Regions from separate parts of the Pan troglodytes genome. Here region 1 is linked to region 2. A link is a contact called in public HiChIP or PLAC-seq data. All regions are on one chromosome and are shown on one strand. The core of a region is the stretch at or near the end of the contact, and the rest is flanking DNA. Distances in the headings are between cores, read along the strand shown.

What was found. HiChIP or PLAC-seq counts read pairs in DNA pulled down with a chosen protein or histone mark.
Region 1: a contact with region 2 is called in an H3K4me3 HiChIP or PLAC-seq map of stem cell-derived excitatory neurons, with 2.8 times the contacts expected there. The contact joins the promoter of CHRNA7 here to the promoter of OTUD7A in region 2. A contact is called at or near these places in 1 of 7 Hi-C or Micro-C datasets (stem cell-derived neural progenitor cells) and 1 of 1 datasets of contacts at active chromatin or transcription factors (stem cell-derived excitatory neurons).

What each region holds. Positions count from the first base shown.
Region 1 is chr16:23,983,242-23,988,728 of NHGRI_mPanTro3-v2.0_pri, forward strand. It overlaps CHRNA7 (cholinergic receptor nicotinic alpha 7 subunit), which reads left to right and starts at 2,666. Exons shown (of 9, transcript XM_016927864.3): 1 at 2,666-2,831; 2 at 3,080-3,219. The coding sequence starts at 2,777.
Region 2 is chr16:23,817,518-23,823,699 of NHGRI_mPanTro3-v2.0_pri, forward strand. OTUD7A (OTU deubiquitinase 7A) reads right to left here and starts at 3,887. Exons shown (of 13, transcript XM_016927863.4): 1 at 3,669-3,887. It also overlaps the pseudogene LOC134808440.

The sequences.
Region 1 (5,487 bases), core at 1,416-3,915, 160 kb after region 2:
GCCTACTGACTTTCCCTAATTGACGACGGCCTAGGATGATGTAGAGTTTGTTTCCTTGAATGGTTTATATTTTTTATTTTGAACTTATTTTCATGGATATTGCGATTTGGGGGCATTTTTTGGAGTCCCATGTGTGTAAAGTTACTAAATCTTCCTCCAGAGGAATTCTTGAATTCTAAACCATATAATACACATTTGGACTCCACACCTAAGCCTAATGCACTTTTTGGTTTTTAAATGTGTAATTATCTTTTTCCCCCTATCCGGAGCCCAAGCAGAAAACATGCTTCCTTCCACTTCCCTGGCTAATGGTTGAGGTTTCCTGGTCTTTTTTACACTGGAAAGGAGATTACACCAATTTCTGGATTTATGTGAATATCTCAGTTCCAGTTCCCCACCTCTCCTAGGCCCCAAGCCCAAGGTCACCTTACCTCCTGAGAGTGTGTTAAAATTTCCCTCTTACCCATAGAATCTATATTTTTGGTATGCCCAGGCATATATTCACATCCTGCTATGTTTTATTTGCTGTTTTTTTTTTTTTTTTTTTTTTGCTTTGGGAACGGGAGTGAGTGTAGAACCTACATAGTCCCGTCAGCTCTATTCCAAGAATGTTCTGCTCTTTTCTTCGTTTCACAAATGAAAAACCTGAGTCCCATAGATGGGAGTCAATACGGCCAAACTCACAGACCTACCTAATGGCACAGGGGAGACTGAAGTTTATTTTCCAACTTCCAGCAGTCCTACGTTGTAAGCTGAGTGAGTGGACTGCGCTTGCAGGTCCTCCAGGTGCCTAGCGAGAACAGAGGACAAATAAATATTTACGAATTGCTTGTCTCACCTGAAAATGGTTTATTTCTAGGTTTCTGATATTATGGGGTGCAATGGCGGTAAGGAAGCAGTTCTGGTTTCAGGAATGTGATCCTGATAGCCATACTCCAGAAAAAAAATCAATAAATTCCCTTGGCCCCATGGGCTCATGCTCTTCTAGAAGGGAAGACAGGGCTCTTAGGTACTTTCAGCGCTTGTAGAAGAGTGTTGTTAAAGTCCCATGACCAGGGTAGGGGATGTGCCACTGAGAATCTTTTCACTAATGCTTCATGGGCTTTCTCTATTCTGCTACTGGGTTTTATTTCTCTTCTTCTAATTCTCCCTTTACCAACAACTAATCCCCTGTAGATAATTAATTCATCAAGTGCCTGCTTTGTGATGTCCGGACTGCTAGAAGTGGTAGGGGGACTCAAGAGCCAGACGAAGCTAAGGGCACGCCTGTCTGCTCTCCAGGGACCCCTGGCGTCCCTTTCTCCTGGCAGAATGACTGCTATCCTTTGAGGTGAATCCAGTTCAGCTGTCACTTCTTCTATTAACCACCCTCCAAAAACAGCTAATCCTTCTTCTAGGCTCTTACCGCAGTTATGAAAGCCTATGCTGACCATTTGTTTAAACATGTGTACATTAACAGTAATACACAAGACACTTCATGGCAAGGGCAATATACTGCATTATTCTTCCAAATCAAGTAGTTGGGCTCAGTCCCCCATTCCTGCTACTGGGGTACAGTCAAGCTCAGTCACCTTTTGGTGAGCCTTTCCCTAGTTCTTGGAGTCTTAAAAGAATCCCGTGGTTTTCGGCAGTTCAGAAACCTAGGCATTGCCGCTGCGTGGTCCACGGGAGTTGCTCTGGTGGAGCTCGGATGCCCGGGGGCTGCAGGAAAGAAGGTGGCAGCGCCCCCTACGCGGACGCAGGGCGCTGCTGTGCTCAGCAGAAGGGAGCAAATGGGATGGAGCTTCAGCCACCCTGGAAGCCGCCCCTTGGCGCCTTCCTCCCTCCCTTCCTCTTTCCAAAATCAAGCCCCCTCTTCAACATCAAGAACTCTCCGCACTCCCTGGACCTCTCAGAGTCTCTCCTCATTTACTCTTTCCAATGCGCTGGCTCAAAAGAGCCTAGATAAGAACACCAAGTTCTGGCTGTCCTTCCAGCAAAGAGTTAGGAGTTAACTTTTCAATCTTTTTAATCTCCTTTAAAAAAGAATGAGCCATACATTAGGGTAACCACTGGGAATCCCATCACACACATTGGCGGCATCTCTCCTCCCCGACAGGGTGCCTCCAGCACTTCAGATCCCAGCCGAGAGTCTGGCTGCTGGCGCCCAGCAAACGGTGCGGAAAGCAAACCGGGGCTCGCGGAAAGCGGGAGGAGGGGGGCTTCCTCGGGTCTGTTTTGTCTGGTTGGCAAGACTTCCGAAGCCTGGTTCTCTATCGCTGCCACCCGGTCGCTGGCGTGGAGGAGGGAGTCCGGGAAGACTGGACCCCAGAATTGTCCCGACTTTCTCCCGAGTGCCCAGCGCAGCTTCTGGCTGAGAGCGGGAGCGGGCTGAGTGGGGACAAAGAACGCAAGGGAGAGGTAGAGCCCGGCCTTGGGCAGCCCCTGGCCTGGCCAGAGGCGCGAGGCCGAGAGCCCGCTCGGTGGAGACTGGGGGTGGAGGTGCCCGGAGCGTACCCAGCGCCGGGAGTACCTCCCGCTCACACCTCGGGCTGCAGTTCCCTGGGTGGCCGCCGAGACGCTGGCCCGGGCTGGAGGCATGGGGGGGCGGGGACGGGGGCGGGGGCGGGGCTCGTCACGTGGAGAGGCGCGCGGGGGCGGGCGGGGCGGGGGCGCGCGCCCGGCTCCTTAAAGGCGCGCGAGCCGAGCGGCGAGGTGCCTCTGTGGCCGCAGGCGCGGGCTCGGGCGACAGCCGAGACGTGGAGTGCGCCGGCTCGCTGCAGCTCCAGGACTCAACATGCGCTGCTCGCCGGGAGGCGTCTGGCTGGCGCTGGCCGCGTCGCTCCTGCACGGTAAAGCCACTGCCTCCCCGCCCTCCACTCCTCCGTGGGATCCCGGGCACATCCCGGGCGCCTCTGTGCGCCCCGCGCCTGGGCCAGGTTTGGGATCTCCCCGCCGCCGGGGAGGGGCAGCGGGGGCGCTGCGGGGGCTGCTTGTCTGGGCTGCACCGGGTGGGCGGCGGGGGACGCCGGCAGGAGGGAGTCGGGGGTACCCCCGCCGGCCTGCCCTGAGCCCCCTGCCCGGGTCTTCTCTCCTTAAGTGTCCCTGCAAGGCGAGTTCCAGAGGAAGCTTTACAAGGAGCTGGTCAAGAACTACAATCCCTTAGAGAGGCCCGTGGCCAATGACTCGCAACCGCTCACCGTCTACTTCTCCCTGAGCCTCCTGCAGATCATGGACGTGGTGAGTCCTGCCTGGCTACAGGGCTGCCCTCTCCCCTTCCTGGGCTCCGAGGGGCTTTTTAGACAGCGTCGGGCGGCCAGGCGGTGGAGATCGGCTGGGGCACTCTAGTTGGCCCCAGGCTAGGCAGGGCCATGGTCTGAATCTGTCCCCAGCCTGCCCTCTCCTGAGTGTCTCATTTCTCGGTTTCCCCTCCCGCCAAGGAGGGACCTGGTAAAGCTTATTCCATCACCCTGGCCACCTGTGCATGGTTACTTGGGTCCCACCTTTCTCTCAGGTTAGAAACTCAAGCCTCCTGAACTGGGACTCAGTAGCAAGAACAGGTGAAGTTCACTTTTTAATCTCCCTTATGGTGTAAGTGTTGACTTGCATTCCAGCATTGTCAATTTAGCCACTTCTAGACTTTTCTACCGCCTATGGTATGTAACTTCTTTGGTGGGGGCCTGGCCCTGAGCTTTGCAGCTGGCGAATCTATCCAGGCAGAGGGCAAGAGGGCCAGCTGTGAACTTTCACTGTGACCCCATCTTAGGAATGGGCATGCTTTGCCTTCCTGGTGAGGACAGGTACTGGGAGTCCTGCTCCGAGGACTCAGGGTTCCCCGTCAGGAATACACGTGTCTGTCCCTCCAGGCAGCTGCCACCAGTTCCATGGGTCTCTTGCCTTGCAGCCTTGCTAGTGCCCACTTCAGTTAGCCAATCTGTGTAAACTTGCCTATTGTTCCTCTATGCTGCTTTGGATATTCAATATTCATGGTATATTCTCCATACAATACAAATACTTCACACAAGTGTTTAATTCATTATAAGTGGGTTTGGTGTCTTGTCTATACAGAGTATCAGATTCTATTGTGGAGCACCCTGGAGTGTGGCAGGGTGGGGCACAGGGATAATAATGTTCATTGGGAGGGAGAGCATGATGGGAAAGAGGTGAGAGAGTAGCCACAATTACTGGTTAAAAAAGAAATAGTGCTAAGAGCTACCTGGCAAAGTGGAAAAAGATAAGAGGTGATATTTCATAATCCTACAAAGAAACAGTTACCCGCACTATCATGTTGATGAATGGTATATCACTTAACCTAGTTAAAATTGCCATGATACATTGCCTCCTTTCCAGCACTACACTCGCCTCAAATGTGTTCTTCCTCCTACAGACAGAATTATGCTTTAAAATATTGAATGTATATGTGATGATGTGGAAAAGTTATCATGAGAGAAGAGCTGTAGGGGAAGGCAGGTTCAGTCTCGTGTTGCAGAGCAGCAAAAGTTGCTGTTTATGGAGCAGCTCCTCAGTTACTTTAAAGAGCTCAGGATTTGTACTTGGGATCTTTGGTGGGTTCTGGCTGTGTTGGTTTCTGGATGGCTGCTGTTAGGTAAGTTTCTTAAGCATCTTGAGCCTTGGCTTTCCGGCTAATAAAATGCACACTGTCAGTCATTGTGATCAACTAAAGAATATGGAAACAACTTGAAGAGACCTTAAAGCTAGATATGTGATTATGGTCATTTTCATGCAGAAACCACATGAAAAAGGACCAGGCAGCAGAGCTAACACACCCCGCAAGTGGTGTGTGACAGGGTGAGAAAGGGACAGTAGCCCCCTCTTCCCCCATTTATCCAGGGTCAACTCCAGCCAGGCTGTCACACTGTTTGTGTCTGCTCCACAGCTGTCTCTCTTGGAGTGGGTGACCCTGTATTGCCTGGATGGGGGTGATGGTGTAGTAGCCCCTCAGTAGAGGAACAGGAGGAAGTCAGTAGAACAGGCTCCTGAGGTTGCAAAGGCTGCGGCAGCGCCTTTTGGAGAAGAGACGACTCGCGGAGAAGCTTCAGGCTTTTTTCTGGGAACTTCTTCTTTAAGAGACTCTTAAGAAACCAAGTTATTATGAGGAGCTCTGAGTCTTAGGAGAAGTTTAGGCATAAGTTAGTGTTATACTACATGTACATTTAAAATAACTTTTGTCATGTTAGAAAATTACAAAAATAGCAAATTGGCACTTTGTGTCAATGACATTCCAGTGTCCTTAGGAAATGCATGTGAAGAAGGCTGTCAGCAGCCAGAGGTCATGGGAAAGGGGCGGGAGAAAGTTTATCTCTCACCTTAGCCGTGGTATTGGCTGTGAACACATTGAACTTCCCAGCCAGGCAATGCTGTGTTCATGGAGTGGCCTTGAACAAACTCACTTACCTTTCTAAGCTCTGTTTTCTCATGTGTTAAATGAGAATAATAATACCTGCTTCAGAGGGTTTTGAGAGGATTAAATGAGAGAAAGTGCTTGCC
Region 2 (6,182 bases), core at 2,637-5,136:
AAATCAGTAGTTCAGTTTTCCACACAATTTAAATGGAATGAGAAGCATAAAGAAATGCCCAGTCATAGCACTGGGCTAGTTCTCTAGTAGGGCATCTGTGAAACTTCTTTCCTTTTAAAGTGTGATGTTCCCTTTCGCATGGGGCCTCCATGAGGAACCTCAGTAGGAGAGAGGAGTCTTTGGTCTTCAGTAACACACCCAGATGCTGCAATGACCATCTAAGCATGGGAAACACCCATCCCAACTCACCAAAATAGCCCTGGAGCACAAGCTGGCCTCTCTGAGTTCAGTCCCTGCGAGGAAAAGTCTCCCAGGGAACATGTGGTTGAATAACCTGGCACACACTTAAAATCAGATAAAGCACATTTTAAGTGAAAAAGCACAGTTGCCTTTTTTTTTCTTGTTTTCATTTTATAGGGAAAAATAAAAGCACAGTAACGAAACGTTTTTCATCAGAGAAATTTTGAGTCCAAGAGCCCTTCCCATCTCATTTAGGCACGTCATGGAAATAAATGTGGCACCATCAGAAGGTCAGAGGCCATGACTTGCACACAGCTTGCTCAGAGCAAAGTGCCCCTTCCCTCCTCTACCAGGCTTGGGGGCCACAGGAGTTACTTCCTAAGTGGACATCCGCCACCTATAATTCAGTGCAAGGGGTCAAATAGGCCCCTCTGGGAAGTACCACCACACAGGGTCCCAGGGCCTAAGTCAATCGGGAGTCAAAGCCAGGAGCAAACATCAAGGGTGTGCAGGAGAGGATTTCCACGGGGTTGCCCTGGCTGGCACATTCACGCCATGACCAGGACACCAGCCTGTAGTTCACTGAAGTCAACTTTCTCCTCTCCAAACTAACACTCACTTCCGCAGTCTGAGAAGGCACTCAATCCTGAGACTCAAAGTGTGCTAAGAGCCACCTTCCAAAGACATGGAGCCACTGAAGCAATCTCTGCTAGGGAGGCCTACATTCCAGACTCCACAACCTCTGGTCATTCAAGTATGTGCCCCCAACCCTTCCTTAAGTTTCCATCTCTTGGAAGACAGGCATGCGGGAGCGGAGGGGGAGGGGCGGAGGGCGGGGGCGGAGCACACCGGCGCACACACATGCACCCACCTCAACTTGGAGATCCACTCCCAAGGTGGCTCTGACACAGGCCCGCCAAGCCGCGTTTAGCACGCCCCCTGCTGGCCCACAAGAGCTGATTCAACCTTTCTTCCGTGGGCCTAAGGCATGAATAAATGACCTTAATATCCCAGAGGGAACAGAAAGAAAATCAGGGCAATTTTTACTTCTTAGAAACGGAAGATGTGACAGTGATCTCTTTTGGGAAGTCACTGACAACTCCCAAATTTAAGCACTCTAAACATACAAGCGGGATGAAGAGGCTTTAAAGCGGTTGTTTTAAAATGTTTTGGGGAAATAAGTGACCCATACCTAAAGATTTAGTGGAAACACTTGCATTTGAAGTTTTACAAGTACTACAGTGAGTTAAACCATAAACGTGGTGAATATTTTCACGAGTCTACAGGTGAAAACAAAAAGATGGATACGGGGCCAGATTGATTTCACAGACTCCATTTTCAAAGAGTTTGCAATGCAGACCCTGAAAAACCAATCTTCATACTATTGAGGACATGTTGTAAAGAAGAATCTCTGCCACAACTCAAGAGTTAAGTTCTAAAGCAACTACACACAGCGGGAGCAGTGTCATCCAAAAGCAGCTCACTGCTCACTTGGAGCCAGTTTCTCATCTCACTTAGGCACACCATTGGGAATAAATGCGGGACCATCAGGAGGTCAGAGGCCAAGAATTACACACACTTGCTCAGAGAAAGGTGTCCCCTCTCCTTCTCCACCAAGCTTGGGGGCCTCAGGAGTTACTTTCTAAGGGAAAACCTGCCATCTATGATCCAGGCCCAAGTGAGACCCGCACGTGGCAATACTTCGTAAAGCGGTGATTTCCACCCATTATCAGCCTGAACACTAAAGGCCTAAGTAACCACTGTTTTCCCATTCTTTTCACACCAATACAGGGTTCAAGAGATTGAAGTTCCTAACCAGGTCCCAACTTTTGAGTGGCACATGGTATTAAATTCCTTACAGATCCAATAAAATCACACTAACAATTCAAGGCATGCTTATTTTAACCAATTAGGAGGTGTCATTAATTATTAAATACAAAAATGTCAATACTTTTGTCCCTTATTGGATATCCTTTCGATATGATAGGCTTGAGTAGATACTCAGATTGCCTTGGGAACTTGCTTAGTTTTGTTCCCATAAGAATTGGTACTAATGGCACACTCACAATAAAATAATGGAGTGTTGATCCCATTTAGTGGGGAATGTTTATCCAGAACTGAGTGTGCCGTGCAGATCTACCTCTGTTCTCATGAACCCTCTTTGGGTCTTGAAGAGGCCTTTGAAGCTGGTGGGACACACGGCTGCTGGGAGGACCCTAGTGAACCTGCCTCCCCGCCTTCGCCCAGGGCAGGCTTCTCCCGGGCACACCCTGGAGGAGGAGGAGGAGGATGGTGAAGAAGGACATCTGCAGATTTTCTTGAAGCAATTAAGACCTGTAAAGATTTAGGCCCCGCTGTCAACCTTTTCCTGGACACATTATCTGCCTCATCATATTTTTAAAAATTGTTCCTCTTACAGCCCACTTCCATTTACAAAGCTATCACCTGGCGGTAACCATGTGCATGTCATACATGACTTTCCCCCGGATCCTTGTGCTGTGGATGAAGCGTTTCCCTGATCGGGGTCTCAAAAGTTTCCCTTCAGCTACTCTTAAATCTATACATTCTCAAGCCAATAGACAGAAATAAAAGTCATTTGCACTTGTGTGAGGTAGCTGAGTTTACAGAGCAGAGGCAAATCCATTTTATTACAGAGATTCTCAAAGGGCTGCAATAGCTTCACCGGGAGGGAGGAGGATACACTTGAGCGGTTGTGTCCAATGAAGGAAAGTTTTAGTTAATGATGACATCACTGACATCTCCCAAATTTAAAGGAGCACTTAAAGCACCGCAGATACAATTTTTTCCCCTCCAGTGAGGAGATACTAGGGAAGGCCTCTGGGTTCACAGCCAAATTGCCTTAATGGTTTGCCTGCTGTTCAGCGAGACCCAGCAGAGCGAGCGGGACGGCGGTGCGCCGGGCCGCGGGGACCCACGCAGTCACAGCTCCGGTGCCCGGCGAGCGGCCTCGCGCGCGGCTCGGGGCCGGGCCCTGCCCGGCCGTCTGCAAGAGCCGCGGGACCCCCGACGCGCGCGCACGGACCGAGGGGTCGGTCGCCCCACGCCTGGCATCACGTTCCAGTGCGGACAGCCAAAGAGCTGAGCGGAGGCAGCAGCCCCGACCCAGCGGGAGCGCCGCGCCCTGCCCGAGAGAGGCGCGCCACGCCGGGACGGAGCCGGTGGCCCAGGAGCCCGCGGGGTCCGGAGCGGAGCCCGCAATGCAGACGCGCCGGCGAGACCAGCCGGGGCCCGCGCCCCCCGCGTCCCCGCGCCCCGGCCCCGCGGTCGCCCGGCCTCAACGCCCACCTGCCTCTCCACGGAGCTCGGGAAGGAGACGGCGCCGGCCCCGCGCCCGGAGAGCGCACCTGCCTGGTCCGCGGGCCCGGCCCCGCCGCCCGCCGGCAGCACCGCGGCCAGCGCCGTCTTACCTGCCGCGCCGCGCCGCTCCGCTCCGCCAGCCCGCAGCGCCGCAGTCGCCGCTACCCGACTTCCATTTTCTCTCGCTTTAAAGGAAAACCAGATCAGCTGTTTTGCTCCCGCTCGGGCTCCGCGGCCCCCTCCCCAGCTGCCGCTCGCGGTCCCGGTGGCCTCTCCTCCCCCGCCTCCTCCCGCGCTCCGCTCCGCCCCTCGCGCCTCTCCGCTCCGCCCGCGGCCGCGCGCAACGCCCGCCTCCCGGCTCCGCCTGCTGCCTCCGGGCGCGCGCCCTCCTCTGACGTCACCGGTCGCGTTCGCGCCCCGCCCCCGCCCCGCGCGAACGTGCGCGCGCCGCGCCTGTGCCCCGCCCCCGCACCTCCGGGGCCGGGCACGGAGAGCGCGTGCTCGCGGCCGCGAGCCGAGGAGGGGACGCATAGCGCCCGCGCGCCCGCGAGCCCGCTCCGGCTCTCCCACGCTTGCCTCTCGGGGTGCCCCTTCTGCGCTCTCCGCCTGGACTGCAGGAAAGGCTGCTTAAACAGCCTGCCTTTTCCTGCTGCCTGACTCGCGCCATCTGCGGCCACCTGTCTCGTTTCTTCCCCCTGGCTGGCGCACCCTTCCTTCCTAAACATCCCAAACTTTCTCCCACCCAGGCTGTCCAGGCTGCGGTTTCTACGCCCTGCGCTGGGGCCTGTGCATCACGCCTAATCCAAAGCTGGTCCTTTTACCTCCCAAAGAGGTTCTCTGACCTTTTCCCATTTTTTGCCTTCCTCTAAAGACTTTTTCACGCCACCCCTTCAGATGGTTCCCCTCCCTGATGGCAAGACCTGCTCGCTGCTCTGGGCCCTTCTCACGTCACCCTGTAGATGTAGTCACGCTTCCTTGTCCCAAACAGGACGTTATATTGCAGATGACCCATACCATCCTGGTGTACTTCTAAACAATCATTATTTTACTTTTAGTTTAGGACTTTTTGCTTGACATTAAACATTGTATATGTTTAATAGTGTTTAATAATTTATTTGACTTTTAAAATTGATATTCAGTAAAATTGGTTATTTGATATATAATCCTGTGATCTTGAACCCTTGTTTGGATTCATGTAACCACTAGCGCAATAAAGAGCTCCCTAGTTCTGCCCTTTTATAACAGCGCCCCCGCCAACCCTAACTTTTGGTAACCACTGATAGGTTCTCCATTGCTACGGTTTTGTCTTTGTGAGTGTGTCGTATACATGGAATTATGCAATATGTAACATTTTGAAACTGACTTTATTCCCTCATCATTATACCTTGGAGATTCATCCATGTTATTGTGTATAGTAATAGTCCTTTTTATTGTTGAGGGGAGTCTCATTATTTGTACCACATTTTGTTTAGTCACCCACTGGAGAATATTTGGGTGGTTTCCAGTTTTTGGCGACTGTGAATAAACATTCTATAAACATTTGCATGCAGCGTTTTGTATGGACAAAAGTTTTTAAATTAGTAGACTAAATATCTAGGAGTGCAATTCCTAGATCTTATGGTAAATTTGTTTAACTTTATAAGAACCAAACAGTTTTCTAGAGTGGCTATAGCATTTTTATAACTGTCAGCAAATATGAATCCCTTTCCTTCATCCTCACCAGCACTTGATATTGGCTATCTTTATCTGTCTATCTATCTGTCCATCCATCCATCCATCCGTCTATCATCTATAATTTTAGACATTCTAGTAGGCATATAGTGCTATATCATTGTTAATTTTCAATTTTCTACTGAAAAATTATGTGGAGCAACTTTTCATATGCACCTGTATATCTTCTTTGGTGAGATGTTTGTTCACATCTTTTGCCCATTAAAAAAAAATAGGTTGTTTTCTTATGGTTGAGTTTTAAGAGTTCTTTGTGTATTTTGGATAGAAGTACTTTATCTGATACGTGTTTTGCAAGTATTTTCTTCCAGTGGAAGCTTGTCTTTTCATTCTCTTAACAGTCCTGTCCTGAATTTAGGGGAAGTATCCAGTTTCTTACCACTAAATATGATGTTAGCAGTAGGATTTTTTTAGTTCTTCTTTATCAAGATTAGGAAGTTCTCTCTATTCCTAGTTTGCAGAGTTTTTATCATGAATGAATGTTGGATTTTGCCAAATTCTTTTTCTGCATCTATTGATACGGTCATGTGATTTTATTTTCTTTAGCTTGTTGATATGATGGGTTACACTGATTTTCAATTGATTTTCAAGGAACCGGTCTTGCATACTTGGGTCAAATTCTACTTGGGCATGGTATATAATTGTTTTTATACACCATTGTATTCAGTATGCTAATATTTTGTTGAAGACTTTTGCATCTATGTTCATGAGAAATATTTGGCTATAGTTTTCTTTTTTGTAATGTCTTTAATTTATTTTGGTATGCGGGTAATGCTGGCCTCATAAAATGAGTTAAGAAGTAATATTTACTTGTATTTTCTGTAAGAAATTGTAAAGAACCTATATCAATTCTTCCATAAATGTTTGGTAAAATTCCATGGTGAAACCATCTGAAT